Linked DNA regions of Mus musculus: regions 2 and 3 are each linked to region 1. A link is a contact called in public Hi-C and HiChIP or PLAC-seq data. All regions are on one chromosome and are shown on one strand. Each heading gives the region's core, a stretch centred on a gene start, on an enhancer-like site or on the middle of the called end of the contact. The rest is flanking DNA. Distances are from core to core; before and after follow the strand shown. Region 1 overlaps Edem3 (ER degradation enhancer, mannosidase alpha-like 3). Region 2 overlaps Ncf2 (neutrophil cytosolic factor 2). Region 3 overlaps Colgalt2 (collagen beta(1-O)galactosyltransferase 2).

The links. A called contact is a pair of places that touch in the nucleus more often than the background predicts. HiChIP or PLAC-seq counts read pairs in DNA pulled down with a chosen protein or histone mark.
Region 2: an H3K4me3 HiChIP or PLAC-seq map of bone marrow-derived macrophages shows a contact between it and region 1, with 6 times the contacts expected there. The contact joins two enhancer-like sites. A contact is called at or near these places in 3 of 39 promoter capture datasets (hippocampal neurons, liver and pre-B cells) and 1 of 115 datasets of contacts at active chromatin or transcription factors (bone marrow-derived macrophages).
Region 3: a contact with region 1 is called in a Hi-C map of bone marrow-derived macrophages, with 12 read pairs. The contact joins two enhancer-like sites. A contact is called at or near these places in 1 of 484 Hi-C or Micro-C datasets (bone marrow-derived macrophages), 4 of 115 datasets of contacts at active chromatin or transcription factors (bone marrow-derived macrophages, embryonic basal ganglia, embryonic stem cells and 1 more) and 1 of 9 other capture datasets (embryonic stem cells).

Annotation. Positions count from the first base shown.
Region 1 is chr1:151,817,340-151,821,686 of GRCm38.p6, forward strand. It overlaps Edem3 (ER degradation enhancer, mannosidase alpha-like 3), which reads left to right. Exons shown (of 20, transcript NM_001039644.2): 20 at 971-4,347. The coding sequence ends at 1,374. Among named protein-coding and RNA genes, the nearest start is that of Edem3, 64 kb to the left of the region's middle. Within about 2 kb of position 2,067, at least 21 of the 459 cell types and tissues checked have an H3K27ac peak or open chromatin away from gene starts, as enhancers often do. A contact at or near this core is called in bone marrow-derived macrophages, where this site is marked.
Region 2 is chr1:152,805,954-152,810,300 of GRCm38.p6, forward strand. Ncf2 (neutrophil cytosolic factor 2) reads left to right here. Exons shown (of 16, transcript NM_010877.5): 2 at 1,304-2,252. The coding sequence starts at 2,079. Among named protein-coding and RNA genes, the nearest start is that of Ncf2, 8.0 kb to the left of the region's middle. Within about 2 kb of position 1,803, at least 127 of the 459 cell types and tissues checked have an H3K27ac peak or open chromatin away from gene starts, as enhancers often do. A contact at or near this core is called in bone marrow-derived macrophages, where this site is marked.
Region 3 is chr1:152,425,731-152,430,077 of GRCm38.p6, forward strand. The region is part of intron 1 of Colgalt2 (collagen beta(1-O)galactosyltransferase 2); the gene reads left to right. Among named protein-coding and RNA genes, the nearest start is that of Colgalt2, 28 kb to the left of the region's middle. Within about 2 kb of position 2,356, at least 13 of the 459 cell types and tissues checked have an H3K27ac peak or open chromatin away from gene starts, as enhancers often do. A contact at or near this core is called in bone marrow-derived macrophages, where this site is marked.

The DNA.
Region 1 (4,347 bases), core at 817-3,316:
TTTTGTGGATATTGTTTTCTCGTTGGGCTGTGAGATGCTTAAAGACAGATATAGTGTTAGTTTTCACTCCTCATTTTCTCTCCGGCACCAGGCAGCTGGCAGAGTTCTGTTGGCTGCATTGCAGAAAGAAGGCAAGTGGGATGTGGGCAGTAGGTGACAAGGCCACTAAATACTGCAGTGTAGGAACTCAGAGGACTTCCAGGGCTTCATATTTGATGTTCATTACAAAAGCTGTACCTGCTTAGGCTCCTAGTGAATTTTAGAATAACTTTAATACACAGTAATAGCTTTATTAACAATCTCAGTTTATGAAAATATTTCGATGAGTCATATTAATGCCTGTAGCCATCATGTTTTTTTGTTTGACTCTAAGTGGATCACTGAGTGGTAATTTCACTTTTCCAACAAATATGATTTCAAGTTTTAGCAATGATATATGCTATTAAAATTTATTGCATTTAGGATGTTTTTGTGTACAAGCTTTCTTGAACTTAGGTGTTAATAAATTGTATATGTATACCTGATTGTATGTGTAGGGGTGTGTGTGTGTGTGTGTGTGTGTGTGTGTGTGTGTGTGTGTGTGTGTGCTTATACAGAAACATGGAGGCCATAGGATCCTTTGGAATTGGAGTTACAGGTATCTGTGAGACACCAGCTTGTTACATGGCATTGTCCAACAAGCACTCTTAGCTACTGAGTCGTCTCTAGTCATGATGGTGAAATTTTATATGCATTTTAACATGTTTGTTTGGTGCTTTTGTTACTTATTAATCCTCATCCAAGTCAGGGCTATGCTGTTAGTTATTATTACTCCTTTCCATTGGGAGGGACACTGGTTTTCACTGCCAGCACACTCACAGCTGTCATTGATTGGCTGCTTTATTTATTTTACTGCAGAAACCAGGTGACTTTGTAAATGTGGTGCAGTTTTTAAGAGGGAGAGTGATGTGTTTGCTTCTTTCCTGTGCAGATCCCGAAATGGAAAATGAAGACCAGCCATCTTCTGAAAATGATTCTCAGAATCAGAGCGCAGAGCAGATGCTCTCGCTTTCTCAGACAGTCGACTTGGCTGATAAGGAGAGCCCTGAACACCCTGCAGATTCTCACTCAGAGGCGTCTCCATCGGACAGTGAAGAGGCTGCTGGCTTTGCCCCCTCTGAACAGATATCTGGGTCCACCGAAAACCACGAGACTACAAGCCTTGATGGTGAATGTACAGACTTAGATAACCAAGTTCAAGAACAATCAGAAACTGAGGAAGATTCCAGTCCTAATGTCAGCTGGGGTACAAAGGCCCAGCCTATAGACTCCATATTAGCAGACTGGAATGAAGACATAGAAGCATTTGAAATGATGGAGAAGGATGAACTATGACTCTCTGGAAAGACTCTGGTGGTAGATATTTAAAAGGAAGAGGTAAACTGTGGTTTGTGACACCCACCCTGTACCAAGCAGGCTCTCCTGGGAGGCTCTGAGCATTGCTCAAGCGCGTTCTGACTGGGGTAAGTAGCCACCATAGGAACCTGGAGCACGCTGTGTTAGAGCTGACCACTGAAACTGCCCCATCCAAAGTGGAGACTCACAAGCCCTCAGATGGCGGTATCCCTGGCCAGGGAAAGATGACTGCCCACTCCTGGGTAGACAAGAAGCAAATTCAGCTAATGGAACCTGGGAACAGAGTCAGTGTCGCTTTCTGATTGAAGAAAGCTTCACTGCCTTGGGCTTGGGGAAGATTTGAGCGAGTATTGTGGCATCTCGGCTTTGCTGCCTTCACAGGAACTCTCTAAGTGACCTACGGGTTCTGAAGCAGATGCATTTACGGCAATGACAGTTTCTGCGCATCGCTGTTACATGCTTCAATCAGTGACAAATGGCCAGGACGACTTGATTTCTTTTCCTCTCCCAACAATGACCTTAGCATTTAACCAAAGCTGAGCCCAGTGTACTTTTCCCATAGGTCTCCGTAAAGACCTACTACGGGGCCATGGAGAGGGTCCGGTAGATAGTGTGGAAATTTGTTGCTTACTGCTCGGGGTAAATAGAGAAGGAGAAACTGTAATGTTGCAATATCAACTTCCCGTTGGGGGAAGCTATGACTACTCTAGATGGAACTCAGCATTAGGTCCTGGTGGGGTAGATTGGAAGTCTTTTCTAGTTCATTTCTCTTAAGGTGGTTCCTCTAACCATCAGCCTTACTCCATCCATTTTAGTATGCAGTTTGAGATGGAAGGCTCGTCTCCAAGCCCTGCTCCATCTCCCTATCTTATAGAGCCATGAGAAACCATGGTAGTAGACTGTAGTCCCGGGGTGACTACTGTCTTTCTCCTTTGAAGCTGGAGTCTGTCACATTTTCTGTTAAATCATGGGTTTAGGTTTGTTTTGTTTTGTTTTAACAAATACTCCTTCCTTCTAATGTGGACTTGAAAATTAGTCTCTGGTGACCTGTGTAAAAACTATATAGCCATATAAGTAAAAGAAAAAGATTTTTTGGGGGTGTGTGTGGCAGTCTGGAGCTGGTCACATTTAATTATTTTTGGTTTTGCTTATTGATACTTCTACATTGAAATCATGGTTTTATTCATTTTATTTATTTTTGAACTTGTTTTAATTGCTTCTAAAGGAATATTTGAGGGACTTCATTCCTTTTTACCATGGCATTACACAGTAACTTTTCTCTACAACGTGGTTTTGAGGTACTGAATGACTTAGGTTATCTATGGAGCCATGAATGACAGCAGTGCTGTGCTGTAGTTGTGTAAGTTCATGTCTTAGGTCCCAGGTAAGCGTGCCCTTTTATAAGGGAATAAATACCTGTTTTCAAAAGGTCCAAATAAATGATTGGTCAGTGAGTGATGAATCTTAGAGAATTCCTTGGGGCCGGGGTAGCATGGCAAGGCCTTCATTAACTCGTAGTTAAACCTGACAGCAAACATGGGTATTTTAGTCTCTCTGCATGGGAAGTTTGGTGTGAGAAGATAGAACCGTAATACATAGAGTATACAGAAGGGGAGATGTGCTTCGTTTTATTTCATTGCAAAGCTGCCAAAATAGCTGACGCTTAATTACTTGACTTGATTTCTAGGACTGGGGCTTGGAGGAAGGGAACAGATGTTCCTTGGCGACTTTGATTACAGAAGCCTTCTATGGATTGATTTTGTATTTGTAGCTCAAAGCCATTGTTGACTAAATCAAACTCTGCTAAGTTATCAAAGCCGCATATTTTTTTCCTTTGAGAACTTAAGGGCATGAAGGGGAGCCCATGGCACATTAGGAAAAGCCAGCGACTGCCACTTACATTCCTTTGGCCACTAGGAGGAGCTGTTGCCCTTCATTAAGGCACCTATTGATTTGTTTAGGAAAACCAAATCCTTTAAAGAAATAAATTTAAGACATTTTACTTACTAACTAGAAGGAATAATACTCAGTTCCCCCTACTTAAGAAAAGAGGAATACGTTCAGCGTCAGAACACAACATTCTAACTGAGTCTCCATCCATTTTTGTATTTGACATACTGCCTGCCACAAAGTAGTCTTTTGAGTTCACTAGGAAATTCCAACAGCATAGATTTTTAAAAAATTTTTTTTTCATTGTTGTTGATGTTTGTTAAAAACCTTTCATAGATATTTTATTTACTTGCTGAAGATTCAGGGACTTCTGAGACCCTGAGTTTAGAAACATCTGGTCTACCTCAGTTAAATGTTGACTGCTTAGAAATAGAGCTGAAATGATCACCACAGCCATAAAATTGTTTGACTAAGAAAGATTTATATAATGTTTACAAACCTGGAATCAAGTGCGGATATTACCTGAAAGCTAAAGGTTAGCTGTTAAGAGCAAGTATTTAATTCAGGTATTTTTCAAGTTTTAAAACTTGTTTACCAAGTAAAATTAGGTATTTTTTTTCTTCACATAAAAACTCCATTGAAATTATATGCCCTAATTTGCAATATTTTCCCCATAAAATTTAAATGTGAAAGAACAGTAATTTACTAGATATGTTTTGGGTGGGGTATTTTGTTAAGTAGGTTTTCTTTTTTCTCTTTAACCTATGTAATAAGCTTCCAAAAAAAGTATAATTGTTTTAGAACAAATTATTTTGTAATTTTCCTTTTCCTTTTTCTTTACAGTATTAGATACTTTTAAGTGAAAAATTATGCACTCTCTGACTTCAATTTCACTAATGTAATTATTTTCTCGGGAATTCTTTTAGATCTAAATTACCATCATATTAACTTTTCTTATACAAAGCCAGCGTTTGTTCTCTCACCAGACTCCATGCCAGATCCATCATAAGAAAGCTCAGCCTAAGTAATTCAAATAGTGCTTACAACTTTAGGGGGAGGGAG
Region 2 (4,347 bases), core at 553-3,052, 990 kb after region 1:
CAACATCTGCCTGGAGGTTTGAGGTCTGTCCTGGGGTAAAGACACAAGAGCATATGTAACTGCATGGGTGGAGAATGACTGTCTTACGGGAGGTGACTGCTGGACTTGGGAAAGAAGACGAGGTCATGGGCTGCAGCACGTGAGCCCTTCAGGCCAACTGGGAGAAGCTAGATGAGCTAGCTCTGAAGGCTAGGTTGGGTAAGTCTCATGCACAGATCTGAGAGTGTAGCTGGCAGCAGGAGCCAGCCAGTAGAAGCCTGCACAGATGTAGAAACTGAGAAGCCAAGGAAATCACTTGGAAGTTTAAATGTCAGGCTAGGATGCTGCTGCTGCCGCTGCCGCTGCTGCTAAGGAGGAGGAGGAAGAGGAGGAAGATCACAACATTGCTTATAAAAAGCCTTGTTTGGCTACAAGTCTACTTGATTTCCCTGAGAGTAATCACTGTACTGGTCAAGTTCTGTTCATTCATTGGTCAAAGTCACAGATGTGGCTATTACCTGTGGGTCATTTCTCAGCATGCATGCTGGATAAGACCTCTAGCTCTGAACTACTCAATTTTTTATATTAAGACAGAATCTTACTAGATTGCCCAAGGCAGGTCTTGAATTTGGGATCTTTTGGTCTTAGCATCTTAAAATAGCCAGGGTGGCAGGCCTCCGCCATCAGGCTAGACTCTAACTCCTTCAATCATTTCTTAAGAATCAGTGTCAAGGATCTGAGACTTAAAGACACTGTCCCAAATTTCAAGGGACCTAAGAAGTAAGCAGGTTGAGAGGAAATTCGGTCATTATTTCGGAGGAGGTGAGACAAAGGGACAATACTCTCTCCGTAATGTAGAGTGCGGAGTGGACTGTCGCACAGTAGGGACATAGGAGACTGGATGAATGAGCCTGGAAGGGTGAGGAGATTACCAGGCAAAGAAGTGAGATAGGAAGGCCTGCCAAAGTCAGGGTAGAGGCTATGCAATAGCACCTTCCTCCTCCTCCTCCTCCTCCTCTTCTTCTTCCTGCTCCTCCTCCTCTTTCTTCTTCTCAGTCCTCCTACCTTACAAACTCTGTGTTGAGTTCTTCCAGGTGCCTCAAAACCAGACATAGAAATACTCATGTATTTGGCCCTCATCAACTATATTTTGCCTACCAAGAAGTCCAGACTTCAGCAGATTTCATCATTTAGACACACAACCTTGCTTTTCCTCAGAAAAGTTTTGTTGTTGTTATTATCTGTCTGTCTGTTGTTTGTTTTTTAAATTAACTTTGACATTACCAGGGCAGTAAGTAAAGAAATCCTAAATCTGTGTTTACAGAGACTAGTGAACTCATTAGTCATCAACACGAGGAGTCATGTCTTCAGCTTCTCACAGACAGACAGAGCGATGGTAATTGCTGTCATGTCTGCCGCCCAATTTGGATATCTACAAGAAACTGGACCCTCATGAATTCCCTTGAAGTAAGCTCAGACCTGAATGGACACTGAAGATTCTCCATCCTGTCTCAGAAATATGTAGCATGCTTCCTCCCCACCCACAGATTTAAAAACAAAACAGTCAGTGTAGTGGCTGCACATCTATCACTCCAGAAATTCAAAGTCTGAGGCCGGAGTACTGGGAGTTCAGACAAGCCTGGGTTACATCCCTAGACCCAGAGCCTGAGAGGACCAGAGCTAGCAAGTCTTCCAAGGGTGAAAAAGAGTCAAGTACAGGACCAGGCCCAGACCTGCTGAGGTCCCCCTGACCTGAGGCTCCCACAGAGGGTGTGGGAAGCAGACATGTAGGAGGTGCCCAGGACATAGAAGAAGCTCTTAGAGGAACTGACCAGCCCACGGCAGGCTGCTCTGATGTACTTCCTCTTTCCCAGCCAGCCTCCTCCAGCCCTCTTCTCTCCTTCCTTTTCTCTCTCATGCTAGTTTATGCGTCAGTTCCTGAACGATGGGGAAACTTCCTGACGCTACGAAGTCGCCCAAAGGGAGGCTAGACCCCATTCTGCGCGCTAGGCTGGGACCTTGAAGCCTGGAGCGCCTACCCGGCAGCTCTGAGAGAGACACCTTGAACTACCATCCTGCCTTCTGGTAAGCACCTAACCATGTCCCTGGCTGAGGCCATCAGACTCTGGAATGAAGGGGTGCTCGCAGCCGACAAGAAGGACTGGAAGGGTGCCCTGGAGGCCTTCAGCGAGGTGCAGGACCCCCACTCGAGGATTTGCTTCAACATAGGCTGCGTGAACACTATCCTGGAAAACTTGCAGGCAGCCGAGCAGGTGAGTTGAGGGGCCCCTGTAATTATAGCCTTTCCGCCTCTGGAAACCTCATCCCCCAGAGCCGGAAAGGAACAAAAGCCTTCCAGAACAACCTCAGAGGCCCCAACTAATTGCCCCTGGCCTGGCAGGCAGTTTTAAAAGCTCCCAGGGCAGGTTTTCAGAGCCACCCATGGGTGGGGCTCTGCTCTTTATGAGATCTCCTTATTACCCAAGATCATCTTTTAACCCTTTGTGAAGACTTCTTCATTTGTGTTTTCTTTTACCTCGCCTCCTGGATAAAGTTTCTCTGCACCATAAACCCTTGTATCCAGTTGTAAAATGCCTATTATGGCTTCCAGGAACTTACGCAACATCCTATCAGTTTGGCCTGCTCAAAGAACAAGTCTGATCAACAAGGCAGGGTTCTTCTTTAAGAATTCTGAGGCTAGTTGAGGAAACTCACACTGTAATTAAGTCATGAAGTTCACCAAGGGTATGGGATAGGGCATTTCAGCATCTTTTTTTGTTTTTTGTTTTGTTTGGGACAGGGTTTCTCTGTATAGCCCTGGCTGTCCTGGAACTCACTTTGTAGACCAGGCTGGCCTCAAACTCAGAAATCCGCCTGCCTCTGCCTCCCGATCAGCATCTTTTTAAAATACTTTTTCTCTGGCCCGGAGTTGAACATGCTCGATTCTCTTTATTTTATTTTGATTTTTCTCTGTGGAGACCTGGTTATCCTAAAACACAGTCTACAGATCAGGCTGGTTTTGAACTCACAGAGATCCGCCTGCCTCTGCTTCCCAAGTGCTGGGATCAGAGGTGTTCAACATGACCAGCAGGCCTCTTGATTGCTTAGGTGTGTGTGTGTGTACATGTGCGTGTGTGATGTGGGTGGGGGTGGCTACGTATGTCATGACGCACATGTGTCAATCAAAGGACGACTCTGTGGAGTTCCCTCCTTCCATTTTGACCTGGATCCAGTGACCGACCCCAAATCTCTGAGATTGCACAGCAAGTGCCTTTGTCTGCTGAACTCGATCTCACAGCTCCGCGGGAGCTTCACCTGCTTCTTGTTGTTGTTGTTGTTTTCTAGGAAGGGTCCCTGTCTTAGTCAGGGTTTCTATTCCTGCACAAACATCATGACCAAGAAGCAAACTGGGGAGGAAAGGGTTTATTCGGCTTACACTTCCATCCTGCTGTTCATCACCAAGGAAGTCAGGACTGGACCTCAAGCAGGTCAGGAAGCAGGAGCTGATGCAGAGGCCATGGAGGGATGTTCTTTACTGGCTTGCTTCCATTGGCTTGCTCAGCCTGCTCTCTTATAGAACCAAGATTACCAGCCCAGAGATGACACCACCCACAAGGGCCTTTCCCCCTTGATCACTAACTGAGAAAATGCCTTACAGTTGGATCTCATGGAGGCATTTCCTCAACTGAAGCTCCTTTCTCTGTGATAACTCCAGCTGTGTCAAGCTGACACACAAAACCAGCCAGTACAGTCTCTTATTGGCCCAGATCTTGCACATTCGGTTCAGCTGGCTAGAAAGCCTGTCTCTGCCTCCCCAGCGCTAAGATTAGAAAGGATGTGATGTGACTCCACCCTTGTTGGTTTGTTTTGGTTTTGGTTTGTTTGTTTGTTTGTTTTTAAACTTGGACTCTGTAGGCTGTGAGGCTTGTGAGGCCAGCATTTTACCTACAGAACGTCTCCCCAGCCTCCACCACCTCCAAAGAACCAGTTCACACTGGTTCATCCTCTGACCAGCCAGTGAAAAAACACATCCACATCCTGACAGGAGGAGAGGAAGGTACTGGATAGGCTCAGACTCTTCCGGTCAGCAAGCAGATGGTGCAGAGCACGGCCCCCATCCAGCCTCCGCCTGGAGGGAGGAATGCCTCCTCCTACTTCCCTCAGGGGTGCGGCTGCATCCTCAGAGCTGAGAGCTGTGGAGACAAACGGAGGCAGCTCTCCCAGACAAGGCTCTGCCATAGGCCCTGGATGCTTATAACCTGGCCTGGACCAAAGGCCACCTCACACCTTCAGATCCCTGACTTCTACCCTTACTGGTCAAGATCTTTCTTTCCATTTTTCTGTCACCAGGCCTCTCATCTCATCTGT
Region 3 (4,347 bases), core at 1,106-3,605, 610 kb after region 1:
AGTGCCAAAGGCTTTTTTCCCCAACATATTATTACTGATGATTTAGAAGTTTTATATAATGCACCCGATCACATTCACTACCTAGTCTTTCCAGATCTACCCCCCCTAAACACACACACACACACATACACACACACACACACACACACACACACACACACACCCTTTTCTCCTTTTCTTTGGGAAAGACTTTCAGCAAACAGCTTTGCAGGTGACAGGAGGTTGGATTTAACATGAGAATCAGTTGGAAAGAGAGATTGTGAGTCTCAGGTTGGATTTTCAGTAGCTTAGTGGTTGCCCCCCTCCCCATCCCTGCTGGGTATGTCTTCTTCCTTGTTAAGTCACCAGAGAGCTGTGTTGGAGAACAGGGACCAAAACAAAAGCTCAGTTTCCGGTTTTCATCCAATATGCTCAGTATGGACTCTGGGTACACTTGTACAGCTCGTGTGTTAGACTCTATCTGGGGGGCAGAGTGGGGGGTGGTATAGGTTTTATTCCTCCTATATGGCTTTGAATACTTTCTTGAAAAAAAAAAGTTGAAATAGCTAGATCTTGTCTTCCAGTGGCTTCTTTAGTATGTTGCTGTCTCTGGTAATTATATATGAGGAAATGGCCACCTCCCAACTTGCTGTCCCTGAGCCACAGCCTGGTGCTGCTGGACTGCTGTATCTGCTTTCTCCGGTTGTAGGGCACTGCCAACTTTTAGCAAGTGACTGTCATGTATCTCCTGAAAACTGGTGATCATTTGTTCCTGCTCCCGGAAATCTAGACAAGAGATACGTGTTAGTGCTGTGTGAGAGGCGAGAGAACCTGCAGAACAAAGGCTCATGAGTTCCTGAAGAACCCTGATGTCCTCTCTGGTAGGATATGGGAAACTCTGGGCTGAGGTTCTTGGCAGTTCTGTGATTTTCTTGTCTGTCTTTTCAAGTAGCCAACTGTCCCTAGAGCCATGCACCTCATCCTTTAAGAAGAGGACAGGGAGGCTAATAGGAGAGATGGGAAGCATCGAGCCCCTGTTTCTGGAGACACCCCTTTGCCTGTAGGTCATCGTATCTCTAGAGTTTGGTTGCTCTAGAGATACCATAGGGTTTTTTTTTAGGTCTTAGAGTGGTTTGGAACATCCAATGCTCACACGACAGAACTGTCCATGGCTGTCGATCTCAGTGAGGAGAGTCAGAGGGCTGAGCACTCTTAGGGAGATCCTAAACATGGGACCTATGGTGACAACCTGCTGAAGAAGCTAGAGGAGCACTGTTTTGGTCCAGGTTCTATTGCTGTGAAGAGACACCATGACCAAAGCAACTCATAAAAGAAAATATTTAATTAGAGGCTTGCTTATAATGTCAGAGGGTTAGTCTGTGGTCAGCACGGCAGCAGACAGGCAGCCATGGCACCGGAACAGCAGCTGAGAGCTCACATCTTATCTACAAGATGGAGGTGAAGAGAGAGACTGAGTCTGGAGTAGGATTTTGAAACTCCAAAATTCACCCTGTAAAAGAAACACTTCCTCCAACAAGTCTACACGTCCCAATCCTTCCTAAACAGTTCACCAACTATGACCAGACATTCAATATATGAGCTGGGGCGGGGATTCTCATTCAAAGCACCACAGAATATCAAAGGCTATTTTTTCTACAAACAAACAGAAAGAAACTAGACTTTTGTGTTCTCTTTATGAATTTGAAGTGTTGACATCACTAAGCTTAAGGTTCTACTTGTCAGAGTAGTGACCCTGCTTTCAGTTAGAGAATGCGGTCTCTCACGAGTGCCACCAATCTGAGTCACTGGCTGGTGACTGTAGATGCTTAGGGACAAAATCTGGATCCTGGAGCCAGGGTTTTTTGGAGCTCTCTCTGTATTCAGTGCTTGCCCATTGGTGTGACGGCATCTGGCAGTGCTATGGTACCTACAGGACCATGGGTTATATGTGTGAGAACTGTATCCACTCTCCAGTGTCAGCATGTCAGGGTTGTTCAACTTGCTCTCTGGGCAAACCTTCAGCTCCATGTTGCTCATAGAACACAAACAAGAGGAGAATAAATACAACTATGCCTAATAAGTCACATTTTAAAATACCATAATCAGCACAGATACCACTGCAGCATACTCTGTCAGTATCTATTAGTTTCTTTCCTTATCACTAGTGTTCTGGGTTTTGAGTAATTTGAATATTGGGGGATGGGGGATGGGGACGGGGGAGTGGTATTGTCTAATGTAGCTAATCCTGAAATTAATCTTCAAGATTACCGGCTTATAACCGATAAATAAATCCATATATTCTCAGACAATTAAAAGCAGAAGGAAAACTGTCTAGAGGAACAAAGGGACCAATGGGAAGGAGGAGGGGAAGGAAAGGGGAGGGCATTAGGGGGATGGGAGTGGCCATGCTCAAGGCGCATTATGTACTTGCATGAAAATGGCCTTATGTAGCCAAATGTAATTTATAGTTTATATCTGAAAAAGGCTATTACTGTCTGGAGGGAGGGAGGGGTATTTACAAAGAGGGCGGAGTGAGAAACGGAAATAATTGGAAGAGTTGCCATTAGCAAGCCAGGTTATAAGACTCAGACATCTGTCCGTTTATTTACACCTTTTCTGTCTTAAAGGGGATTAGAGGGAATTAGGTTGATTATAAGAATGTCAATCACTCATTAAAACGCTGCTCAGGAATGCTGAAACAAGGAACCTTGGTTCCTCTTAGTTCCTCATTTGACAATCACGCTTCCTGCTGACAGCCGGCTCTGATCTCCATTGGGCTCACTTCTGAAGATTTAGCGATTCATGTGTCATGATTCCTAACCCTGAGGTTGGCAGGTCCACAGAGCTGTCCGTCTCACCTACTAGATTTAACTTCACAGCTTACACATGGCGTTCCCTTTGACTTTAATCTTATAAATACAACAAAAGGCGGCTCTGCAGTTGGGAGCGTTTGTTCTTGCACGGGACCCAGGTTTGCTTTCCTACATTGTGGTTTGCAGCTGTCCACATCCCCAGTTTCAGGAGATCTGATGCCTTCTTCTGTCCTGCATGGACACCAGAAGTGCATGTGCTGTGTGTATATGTATATGCAGATAACACACACACACACATACACACACACATACACCACAAATAAAATTTTAAAAAAAGGATTTTCCGAGCATTATAATAAGTTCACAAAGATAAAACACTTTTCATTTTGAAATAATTCAAGCATTACAAAATACTGCAAGAGAAATACAAAAAACTCACATAGAGCACAATAGACCATACCAGTGTTCTATTCCAAGGCGTCGCTATTCTGTGCACATTCATATGAATTCTTTTTAACGACTTGATGTGTTCCTCATGCCTCACACTCCTTCATCTCAACGTGCTTTTGTGTGTTTTCTCCTGGAAACAAGAATATTGTCTCACCTATCTTCAGTTTAATTCTATCAGGAAGTTTAGAATACTTTGATCCACTATCTACATTTTAATTTTATGAAATTTTGTCTTGTTTTTCTTTCAGTGGTATATATTAACCACACACAGTATTAAGGTTGGAGGGCAACCTCGGTTGTCAGTTCTCGTCTTCCACCACATCTGAGACAGGGTCTCTTGTTTGCCTCTTCGTACACTGTGCTAGCTGGCCCACGACCTTCTGAGGACACAATCCTCCCTCTTACCTTAGGAGCACTGGGGTTACAGCTGCCTGTCTGGAAGAAGTGAGGGGGATTTTTAAAGAGGGCAGAGTGTGAAGCAGAAGCAATGTGAAGAGTTGCCATCAACAAACCCAGCTTCCCATAGGCTCTGGGTTTCTGACTTCATGACATCAACAACAAGCCCATCTTCCCATAGGCTCTGGGCTTCTGACTTCATGACATCAACAACAAGCCCATCTTCCCATAGGCTCTGGGCTTCTGACTTCATGACATCAACAACAAGCCCATCTTCCCATAGGCTCTGGGCTTCTGACTTCATGACATCACACTCGCACAGAAATCGCTTTGCTCATGGAGTCCCAGCTGTTAGTTCTCAGAGAATTTGCCTGGGCCTCTATCTTAGAGAGATAAAACTGACAAGTTTCATCAAAGCATGGGAATTCAAACTCAAGGCGCACAAATCAGTTGCTCTTCTACACAGCAATACTGGACGTGGTGAGAATGAGATCAGAAAAAAAATCATGTATAATAAGTTCACGAAGATAAAATACCCAGGAATAAACATCAAGAAGGGAGTAAAAATTTAAGACACTGAAGAGTGAAGTCAAGAAGCCATGAGAAGATGAAAAGACGTCCCATGATCATGAGTTGGCAGAATTAATGTTTAAAAGAGGAAGCGGGAGAAAGAGAAAAGGGCTATACGTCACCAAAGTGATCTACAGAT